Linked DNA regions of Rattus norvegicus: all the other regions are linked to region 2. A link is a contact called in public Hi-C data. All regions are on one chromosome and are shown on one strand. Each heading gives the region's core, a stretch centred on a gene start, on an enhancer-like site or on the middle of the called end of the contact. The rest is flanking DNA. Distances are from core to core; before and after follow the strand shown. Region 1 has its middle 280 kb from the start of Sox4. Region 2 holds the start of Sox4 (SRY-box transcription factor 4). Region 3 overlaps LOC134482707 (a long non-coding RNA gene).

Region 1 (3,957 bases), core at 120-2,619, 280 kb before region 2:
GTGTAGGGGTCTTCTTAGCCCCTATTACACAATAAATTGGGTCTTCCCCAAAATTGATATGTTGAAGTCCTAATTAACTCCCTATTTCTTTGGAAAGTGACTATGGTTGGAAAAAGACACTAAGGTGGGAGCTACCCAATAGGATTGAGGTCCTGTTATGAAGAGGAAGATGCCTCTGGGATCTATGTATGGAGGGAAGGTCATATGGGGGTCACGTGACCATCAATCAGCACAGCACTATTTCAAGCCAAGAAAAGGCCACAGGAGAAACCCACCTTGCTCAGCCTCCAGATCTCTGAGTATAAACATTTCTGCTGTTTAAATGACCTGTTCCGAGGTATCTTTTCATCACAGCCTAGCAAACAAACAGTTGTCATCACCATCCTTGTATTGTCATCATCATTCTCCTCCCCTTCCTCCTCCTAATGCAGTGCTGGGGAGTGACTCCAGTACTTAGGCATGCAAGGTAAAATTTCTACCACCGAGTCACACCCCAGTCAGCAGCTCCTTTCAGTGCCACAGGAGTTCTGTGTCCAGGATTCACCCTCTCTAGGTCAGAATGCTACATTTCTCCCCAAGACCCAGCATCCTCTTGCTGCAACTGGGTGGTCCAGAAAGCCAGAGAAAGGCCAGGGGCTGCTTCTCTTCACTCTTCTGGCTTCAATTCCCATCATTTCCAGTGTCCATGACCCTTAATTTGGCTTCAGGTTTAGTTCTTTCTAGATGTCTTATTTTTTATCATCTAACTGGTTTCTTTTGGCTAGAGGGATCCAGCCCATCTCAGACTCATATACCTGTTGCTAAAGGGTTCATGTTCCAGTTAAAAATCTGTTTAGTAATTGTCCTGCCTCTGATTTGATTGCGTATCCCTCCCATGATATATAAAGGCAGTATCACAGCAACAACAAAAACCAAAGTTTGGGTTACTTAAATGATTCCTCTGGTAACCTTGGAACTCATCCTCCAGGCAAACCCAGGAGATGTGGGATATCACAACTCAGGAGCCCTGGGAGCAGTTTTAGGACCATGAGCAGTACTCCAGCTCTACCGACCTGAGAGAGAGCGATGTGCATACTGTGGCTTGTGCTTAAAAATCCCCAATTCAATGAAGGGAATTGAAGCCAGAGGAGTGGAAAGAAGCAGCCCCTGGCTTTTCTCTGGGTTTCTGGACCACCCAGCTGCAGCAAGAGGGTGCTCGATTCTGGGGAGAGGTGTAGCACTCTGATCTAGAGAGGATGGAGAGAGGGTGAAGTCCTGGACATAGAATTCCTATAGCACTTAAAGGAATTGCTGACTGGGGTGTGGCTCAGGGTAGAATATTTGCCTACATGCCTAAGTCCTGGAGTCATTCCCAACACTGTAAGGAGTAGGAGGAAGCCAAAGAAGACAGGGCAACACTGCCTTCCAAATTAAGCTACAAGTGCTGCCCTGAGCACTGCCTTTGACCATCTTCTTTCTTTAGCTCTAAAAGTGTCTCTTGAGAACATCCATGCCCTTTATTGTAAGAGACTGATTTTCCTCTCTTCATTCCTGGCATTAAGCAGACACTCTTTCTAATTTTTGTTCTAGTAGATTCTTCTGCCAGCATCCAAAGGACTTTCTTCATTAGAAGATAATCCTGGAAGCCTATACAATGACAGAAGGAAACTGTCAGAAATGTTAACTGATCCCCTGGATACTGATCTTGGGGTGTTTGGCTTAGAAATGGATTTGAAGGTGAGTTTTTCTTGTACCCAGACCGGCTTAGTAGTGTCTGAGGAAGTCTTCTTCATGCACACACCTATTGCCTTTGACCTGACTTTAAACTCACTCGCCACTTGATGCTGTGAAATCCATGTCAATTACAATTTCTCTTGTAATTTTCCCTCTTTACTGGATACATAGAGACTGTACATTTTTGTCAGGTACAGTATGACAGTTTGATACACATATGTAGAATGTAATGATCAACTCAACATTCCTTAGGACTGGAGAGACCATTCTATTACAGGATATTTGGTCACATTGTGAACTTCTAGATTGTGTTATTTACTGAAAAAAGGCTGATTCTACTTGTGTTGTGGCTTAGCCCATAACACATACCTTTAATTCCCCTGACAAGATTATAGACATACCTGTAGTACACATGCTTAATCCCAGACTACGAAGGTAAAGTTAGTTGGTAGAAGGAAGCATCCATATTTGAAACTGATATATAATTGAATGGCAGACAAAGTGGCAACTCAGAGAAAGATATGAGAGAATAGGATATACCCAACTCTCATGAGAAGAGAGAGGAAAAGGAAGCTGTTTAAGAGAGAGACAGTACAGACAGATAAGGAGGAGAGGAGGCAGGTTTTACTGGAAAGGTTTTACAGAAATAGCTTGAAGAGAACAAGCTAGATGCAGGTGAAGACAGAAGAATCAGAGAATGAGAAGCTGGGAGAGTAGAAAATATTGCCAAAGTTAGTATGAGGCCAAACAGAGCAAATCAATAAGAAACGGAGAGAAGCCAGTTTGAATCAGTTAGCACGGAAAGGAGTTTGAGCCAAACAGCTGAGTTGAGCCAGACATCCTGAGCTCAGAAAGAACTAGAAAGGGTGAGCTTATCTGGTATTAAGTCTCAGAGGCTGAAAACATTCTAGGCCTAGATAAGATTGTATAGAGGCTAGAAGCTTCCAGACCTAGGCCTGTTAGCATGAGTCAGTATGCCTTTGAGATAAAATTTACTTTAGGCAAAAGTTACATTTACATGGCTCAGTTGGTAAAAATGCTTGCTACACAACTCAGGAACTGAGTTCAGATCTCTAGCAGCCATAGAAAAGCTGGGCACTGTAGTGTGTGTGTGTGTGTGTGTGTGTGTGTGTGTGTGTGTCCCAGTACTGGGAAAATGAAAGCGGGAGGAGCCCTAGGGTTAGTCAGCAGGTCAACTAGTCTGTCTGAGAAGATGAGCTCCAGGATCAGTAAGAGATGCTGTCTCAAAAAATAAGGTGAAAAAATGAGGAAAACATCCAACCTCAACTTTTGGTCTCTATGCATATGAACATGCATATACCACACACACACACACACACACACACACACACACACACACACACACACACTCAGTCATACACATCCAGATAGCCTTCCCCTCATCAACATTGTTTCTATCTCCTAACACACTGTTTGGAGCCTTTGAACTCTCTTACCCCTAAGCTTGGGACAAGAAAATTACATACTCTTCTTTGCATCCTCGAACTCTAAAAGGATGCTCAAATTTCCTTTTGATTCTTGCATGGGAGCCATCCATTTTTATTCCCCTCCAGCTCTTTTGGTCTTAATCCCTCACACACCTCTTGTCTTCACTCTTCACTTGCAGTCCTGCCTGAAACTCATTTTCTGCAGGGTCTCAAGAGGGTTCGGGAGATTAGCTTTTGATTCCTGTAACTGCCTCTGCTTCTTTTTTCACACTGGCTGTTGAAGGGCCGCCAGAGACATCTGTGGCTCAGCTCCTGCAATCTATTGGACCTTAACACGTGTGTTTTATGTGCTAATGTTACAGAGCTTCATTCGGCTCCAAGGCCCTTACTTGCTATCCAAAAGGCTTGTTTAGTTGGCAGTCAGAATGCCCCCAAATTAGAAGCTTTCCATAAGGAATAGCAGGATGGGATCAGGAGAGACGGCTCAATGGGTCAAAGGCACCTGTCACTGTCACCAACCTTGAGGACATGAGTTTGATCCCTGAAACTCATACCATAGGAGGAGAAAATTGACTCCTCTGACCTCTACATATTCTATGGTGTGTGCGTGTAATAAACAAACAAATAAATAAATGGAATTAAAAATAAACATTAGCAAAGATCATGATACTATGATTCAATTCTGTTTGTTCTTTTTTTTGTTTGTTTTTTTGTTTTGTTTTGTTTTGTTCTGTTTTTGTTTTTCCCTTTTAGACAGAATCTTGCTATCTTGCTCAGGCTGGTCTTGGATTCATGG
Region 2 (3,456 bases), core at 784-3,283:
AAGGGCTGCCATGGGTAGCAAATGGTCAAAAAAAAAATTACTTGCTTTTACCCACAAAAACATTCTTGCCTGCGGTTGATCTTAGAGTCCCAATCAGCTGTCTCCATAGGGTATTCTTTCCAGTAAATGTCTAACTCTTCACACCCTAGGCCTCTTTCCAGCCTCCGTACTCTGAAACTATGACGAGATAAAGGGAAATATACCACCCAGCACTACTGTGCCACGAATTCAGAGCTGATTCTAAGTTGGACTCCTCTGTCGCTAGCCTGATGAAAATCAATTTATCATCATATTAGGAAAGGTCTGTTTTTACTAGAATCCCAGTGTTCAGATCTTGGGGAAAAGGGTGATTATGGAACTCAGTTATTCTATATTCTAAATACTTTCTGCCATGTGTATGCTCTTTGAGACAAGGTCTGGTACAGCCGGGGCTGTCCTGGAATTCTTTTTTTTTTTTTTTTTGGTTCTTTTTTTCGGAGCTGGGGACCGAACCCAGGGCCTTGCGCTTCCTAGGTAAGCGTTCTACCACTGAGCTAAATCCCCAGCCCCCCTGGAATTCTTAAGTATCAGTGGATGACCTTGAACTCCCGATCTTCCTGATGGCACCTCCCAAGTACTGAGGTAACAAACGGGGACCAGCCGACAGGATTTTGATTATGTTTCACCATCAGTACCCATCTTCCTTCTTAGTCTCTTGAATGTCATGCCGCTTTTACTAGAAGTGGCATTTGCATTAGGAAGGAACTCAGGTTAGAATCCACAGAGGGCTCAGGACACACATCAGTGGTTTATAATCACACACTCACCAGCCACTAACACAAGCCCATGGGGTTCCCGAAGCACAGAAGAGGTGGACAATTGAGATTTGGAAAGAAAGATCAGGGGTGGGGCTTGAGGTAGGTGCAGCAGCTCCACTCTCCTTTGCCACCCCCTTCTCTTTTCCTTAGTCTTCTAGGCCCATTTGCTTCAAGTAGCACAGGCTGCAGATAAAATGAGTAAGAAAACAAGGAGGTGGGTCAAAGGAACCCATCTATCCTTTGGAAATTGTGGAAAACAAACATTTAGAAAGTGAAGTCAATCCCATCCTGTATTCACCATGATCGCCCTATACAAAAATCATACAAAGTCTCTTATTGAGGTAATTATGGGCCACTGCCTTGGCTTTCCACAGAAAATCTTGTTTGGCCTACCCAGGATTTATAGGGGAGCTGAAATCATTAAATAACTAGTTAACCTCTGTTTGGCAAAAAGAGTAAGCAATTACTGAAAAGGGGGAAAAACTGCCTTTCACAAACAGCACAGATAGCATCCTGAAGGGATTTACACAATACACCAACGTCTGTTCTGAACATGGAGTTGTTAAAATAATTGTGATGACAGGTGTCTAGGTGCCACTTTCTTAATGGTTTTCAATATCCATTGATTTATTATTGTGGCTCCCCCCACTTACATCTCTAGCTTTAAGAAGGAGCTAAGAAAAGAGATTTTGCACCAAAGGCTGATTCTTTATTCCTGGGCTGAAAAGAACTAATAAAAATAATCACTCGGCTTTTAAGCAGAAAGCTTCCATTTACAGTATTTCACCCTTACCCCCCCTCCAAGCCCCTTGTTATCTAACATAATGGCTAGAATACATTTCCGTCTCTCCCCTTAATAACTTCATGCATTAACATCCTCTTCACACACGCGCGCGCGCGCGCACACACACACACACACACACACACACACACACACACACACAGGCACGCACGCGCGCGCGCGCGCCCAGCAAAAGGGGGGAAAAGAGGCAGCAGAAATCTCAGCTGTACTTCTAGCCCTTTTAAAAAGTTTGCTCTGTAAATTGGAATGAGGTCAGATTTGGAGCTTCTCATTGCACGCGGAGATTATTATTGCATCGGGTTCCAAGCCAATGGGAAGGACGGGGGAGGGGCTTGGCACGAGGAAGCGTTAGTTACAGCGGCTGATTGGCTGTCTGCGAAAGGATAAAGAAGCGCGAGGCGGAATTGGGGTCTGCTCTAAGCTGCAGCCAGAGAAACAGAGTGAGGGAAAGAGGGCCGTCTCCCTCCCGGTTTCCAGTTCTTGCACGCTGTTTCTTAGAGAGTCTGCAGTGGGGGAACTCTGCCGGTAACCAGCTCTCCTTCTTGCAGGAGGGAGGGAGAAACATACATTTATTCATGCCGGTCTGTTGCATGCAAGCTTCTTGGCTTCCTACCTTGCAACAAAATAATTGCACCAACTCCTCAGCACCGATTCCGCCCACAGAGAGTCCCGGAGCCAGAGTCGCTTTGGCTTTGCTCTGCAGGAAAGGGACTTAGGCGCTAGAGACGATGTCGCTTTCCTGAGCTACCGCGAGCTCTCGTGAACTGCAATCGACTGCTTCAGGGGAAAGGGGTGGGGGAAAGACTTGCCCCGGAGGCGGCGAGAAACTTGCGTTTGGAAGATACTCCGGCTACCAACGTTTGGAGAAACTCCTCGCCGCGGCCGACTCCAGCCTCGGTGCCCGCAGGGAGAACTTCAGCGGTGAGGGAGGACGGAGGGCCTCGGAGACTCTAGGTTGGCGGCGGGAGGCGGCCGCCCCTGGCCCGCGCGCTGCTCAGGGGACCCTGGTCTCCGCCCCGGGGAGCCCGCAGGGCCCGGCGACCGCGCCGCGAGCGTGTGAGCGCGCGTGGGCGCCCGGCAAGCCGGGGCCATGGTACAACAGACCAACAACGCGGAGAACACGGAGGCTTTGCTGGCTGGGGAGAGCTCAGACTCGGGCGCCGGCCTGGAGCTGGGCATCGCGTCCTCCCCGACGCCCGGCTCCACGGCGTCCACGGGTGGCAAGGCGGACGACCCTAGCTGGTGCAAGACGCCCAGTGGCCACATCAAGCGGCCCATGAACGCCTTTATGGTGTGGTCGCAGATCGAGCGGCGCAAGATCATGGAGCAGTCGCCCGACATGCACAACGCCGAGATCTCCAAGCGGCTGGGCAAACGCTGGAAGCTGCTCAAGGACAGCGACAAGATCCCGTTCATCCAGGAGGCGGAGCGGCTGCGCCTCAAGCACATGGCTGACTACCCTGACTACAAGTACCGGCCGCGAAAGAAGGTGAAGTCGGGCAACACGGGCGCGGGATCGGCGGCCACAGCCAAACCTGGGGAGAAGGGCGACAAGGTCGCCGGCGGCAGCGGCCACGCGGGAAGCGGCCACGCGGGGGGTGGCGCGGGCGGCAGCTCCAAGCCCGCGCCCAAGAAGAGCTGCGGCCCCAAGGTGGCGGGCAGCTCGGTCGGCAAGCCCCACGCCAAGTTCGTCCCGGCGGGCGGCGGTAAGGCGGCTGCATCGTTCTCTCCGGAGCAGGCCGCCCTGCTGCCCCTGGGGGAGCCCGCGGCCGTCTACAAGGTGCGGACTCCCAGCGCGGCCACCCCGGCCGCCTCCTCCTCGCCGTCCAGCGCGCTGGCCACCCCCGCCAAACACCC
Region 3 (3,747 bases), core at 160-2,659, 320 kb after region 2:
GAGGAAGGGAATTATCAGTGTGTAATGTTTATGATACCGCCCTGTAGAGAATAGGTGTGGCAGACACACCCTCAGCCCAGTGCTGCAGTTTATGTCCGCCGGCTGGGTGCACAGCCAGGCAGCCCACATTACTGCTGAACGTTTTTGTCTCACTGGGTGCCTGGTCCCATGGAACATGAGCGCTTGCCAAATGAAGTTGAAGGTTCCATCCATGGGTCGTGAGCCCAACTTAGCATCTGTCCAATGGCACTTTGATTTGGGACTTGCCTCCAGAAATATAAGGAATCAATTTCTTTATTTGTAAAGTACCCAATCTAGGGAATCTAAGGTTTTGTTTTTGTGTTTTGTTTGTTTTGTAGCAGTAACAGACTCACACTAGTGATGTGTTTTTCTGTAGACAGGGGCGTCTGAAGCCTCTGAAGATGGTTCGTGGGTTGCAGCCCAGACAATATTGAGTGGTGGGACCCAGCCATCACAGTCTGACCTCACCCACCTCAGAGTTCTCCCCTAAGCTCTGGCTCCTTGGACACTAGAAACACTAGGCAGATAGCTTCCATTTGAAAGGTAAGGTCAGTGCAGTGTTTGTACCTCGCAGAGCAGATGTTCACCATCCCCCCTTCCCCCTTTCTCAGACTTTTTTGTTTCTGGGGCCCTGCCTTCCTTGGTGGTGTCTACCCCTTCCTGTGGCGTTTCATAGCACCCTTTCCTTCTTCCCAAGGGATTCTATAATTATTAGAGATAAAGGCAGGAAGTCTGTAATGAAGTACCAACTCTTCTGTGTGCCAGATTCTCTCTCTCTCTCTCTCTCTCTCTCTCTCTGCCTCCTTCATCCCCCTGCCCCCGCCACACAGACAGACCGACAGACAGACCGACAGACAGACAGACAGACAGACACACACACACACACACACACACACACACACACACACATCAAAGGGCAGTCCCAGGACTGTGCTGGTGAGGGCTCTTTTCCCAGGCAGCCCACATCCTGTCCCTCGGCAGCAGAGATAGACAAAGTGGGGGCTCAGCACACTTTTCAGGGATGCCGCTTTTGCCCAGGATTCCAGAATGCTGCCTGGCTGTATGGGAATGTTAGCTCACATCTGTTCATAAACAGCTCCAGGAGGCCTGGGTTAAATTACTACAGACCACTGCCAGCCCTTCCCCAGTAATCCTCTAAAGATGGCAGGTAAAGATAGACCGAAGAGGGGCTGGGCCCTGTCTAACAACCCTGTATCAAATAGCCAGATAGCTGGGGGGTTGCGTTGCTCCTGGAATACCCTAATCTTGATTGTATTGTTTTTCCTGTCCCAGAAGGGAGGGTTTACTCAGGGTGGTGGGAGGAGAGTCAGTGCAGGGGTTGCTGGCACCCTGTAAGGAAAACCCACAGATGGCTAGTTCCATTTGGAAGCCTCAGCAGAAATGGGCAGTGGACAGTCATGTCCCTGTTCCTAATCGTTCTTGCAACTGTTGGACACACACAGGCTGGCAAGTGTCCTGGAGCTGCAGGGAAGGGGCTGCTATCACCGGGGAGGAGAACTGACTTGGGGTTTGTGGAGTTCTGGAATCCTTATCTGAAGTGCAGACAGGGCAGGTGACCACAGGTGGGACAGGGGTGCGTGTGACCCCTCTCCTGTTGTGTTGGCCGCACTCAGAAATGTCCACAACAGCTCAGGGATTTATACTTCCTGTCCGGCCTCTCAGGCCTTCTGTGGATATACTTAGCAATTACAATGCTGGTTTGGGAATTTCCCTAGGAGGGGCCAGGACTTGTTTCCAAAATAACACCTTTCAAAGCAGCCAGAGCCTTTAAAAAATTAGATAATTGTGTGATATTTATAAAACGAATTACATTGTGTTAACAATGTCTGTGCAGATGGTTCCGAAGCTGCAGTAAATAACACCTTATGATTCATTAAGGGCAGCCAGAGAAAGGGCTTTCTAAAAGAGGTATTACTGTACAGCTCAATCTTAACCCCCCAAAAATGTAGGCAGTTCTCAAAGTAGATAAGTACATTTATGAGGCAGAATGAGTAGCTAGGGTGTGCCGGGGTGGGGGCTGGAGGCCCCGGGGGTTGTGTGGGGAACTTGGTTGGATTGTCCAGATTCGCTTGTTCTTTCACAAAACAAACAAGGAGTGTTTTTTAACATGCTTAGCACTGCATACCAGGCGTTAGAAAGATAATGTTGTGTCCCTCCTGCTGGTGAGGGAGACAGATGTATAAACAGATCATTGTCTTACCGTGAGTTAAGTGCCAGCAGACGGGGAGAAGAAATGTCATAATGGTATGAGGATATCAGTTTACAGTGCAATTGGGGAGGGGGCAGTATCTCCTCAGAGGATGTCACATTTGAGAAGAATGTGAGGAGAGAGAATTTCTGTAAGCAGAGGAGAAGTGGACTTCCTTTGGTTTGTCTTACTAACATTCTAGTACCCCAGGGCCTTTGCACATGTTCTTCAAGGTCTCGTGTGTGTGTGTGTGTGTGTGTGTGTGTGTGTGTGTGTGTGTGTGGTGGGCCACAGTGGGTGTCGGCTTTGACCTTCAGAAGCAGGATCTGTTCTGGTTTCTTGCAGCTGCATATGCCACATTGGCAGGCTCACACACTTGAAGGATTCTTCTACGGCTGTTCCCCAGGAGCTCCTACGTTCTCTGGGTGCTGGGTCAGAAGTCAGGCTCTCAGCCTTGTGTGTGAGCTTGCCCTCACTGAGCCAGCTTCCATCTTGTTCATACTGGCTCCCATTGTCCACCAGTGTCTCTCTCCACGCTTGCTTACCTTTGCTGCTCCTTATCCACCTGCTTGGAAAACATCTGGGTGTGTTGTTGTTGTCGTTATTGTTGTTTGTTTGTTTGTTTGTTTTTAAGCCTGGCCCCACCTGACAGAAACCAGATGCTGTGTTACTTCTTTGTCAGGAGAGCCTGACTTCTCAGGTTCAAGATCAAGTCCCCTGCCTCTCTCACCAGGTGCTTCTCCTCATAGCCATTAGCAGGGATATGCTTTCCCTATTTGCATGCTCATTTGCATAATATATATTTTTCAATAGACAGAGCCTTCCTCTCTTTGTTCAACCATTTGTTTTCCTCCTCCTAGATAAACGTTTGTTGAATGCACTGGACGAAGGGCATTGCCATTGTGTAAACAGCACCAATCAGAGAATGCATTGTGGCTGGGTTTTGTGGTTTGACGCTCAGTATTTCCACCATGTTGCCTGTTAGGTCCAAACAGCACTCGATCACCTAGTAGCATTGATATTTTGAGACCTAGGTGGTGCGGTCTAGTTGGCTTAAGTACATCACTGGGGATGGACCTTTGGAGTGCTGTGCCTGCCCCTGGTTCCAGTCCCATGTGTTCTTCTTTTTGGTCTTCTATGATGTGAACAGCCACTGTCGCCCATCCGCACTGCCCCCAGGTCGGGCTGTGTGTGATGCCTTTTTTCCATGATGTACCTGCGCTGTGAAACTGTGAGCCCCCAAAAAATCTTCCTCCCTTAGTTGCTCTGTCACATTACTGAGAAAATAGTTAGTGCTCTAGGCATGCTGGATCTTGAGGTGTATGGTTTGTAGAAAGATGAAGATTAACGCGCTGAAGATGCTTTGAAGATCTAAGTCTCTGTTTATGTATTAGCTCATTTAATATTTTTCTGTATTAAGAGAAAGATCAAAGGTCTACCTCTTAATTACTAAATTATCGTTATCAGGTAATATAAGTTGATACATGATAATAAAGTATTATCAAAATTATTTGCCA

What was found. A called contact is a pair of places that touch in the nucleus more often than the background predicts.
Region 1: a Hi-C map of the A7r5 cell line shows a contact between it and region 2, with 4 times the contacts expected there. The contact joins the enhancer-like site here to the promoter of Sox4 in region 2. A contact is called at or near these places in 2 of 12 Hi-C or Micro-C datasets (the A7r5 cell line and mammary epithelial cells).
Region 3: a contact with region 2 is called in a Hi-C map of frontal cortex, with 2.2 times the contacts expected there. The contact joins the enhancer-like site here to the promoter of Sox4 in region 2. A contact is called at or near these places in 3 of 12 Hi-C or Micro-C datasets (frontal cortex, mammary epithelial cells and psoas muscle).

The regions. Positions count from the first base shown.
Region 1 is chr17:35,595,347-35,599,303 of GRCr8, forward strand. No RefSeq gene overlaps it. Among named protein-coding and RNA genes, the nearest start is that of Sox4, 280 kb to the right of the region's middle. Within about 2 kb of position 1,370, at least 8 of the 93 cell types and tissues checked have an H3K27ac peak or open chromatin away from gene starts, as enhancers often do. A contact at or near this core is called in the A7r5 cell line, where this site is marked.
Region 2 is chr17:35,874,265-35,877,720 of GRCr8, forward strand. Sox4 (SRY-box transcription factor 4) reads left to right here and starts at 2,034. Exons shown (of 1, transcript NM_001271205.1): 1 at 2,034-3,456. The coding sequence starts at 2,690.
Region 3 is chr17:36,193,697-36,197,443 of GRCr8, forward strand. All of the region lies in intron 5 of LOC134482707 (a long non-coding RNA gene), which reads left to right. Among named protein-coding and RNA genes, the nearest start is that of Rpl29l1, 270 kb to the left of the region's middle. Within about 2 kb of position 1,410, at least 11 of the 93 cell types and tissues checked have an H3K27ac peak or open chromatin away from gene starts, as enhancers often do.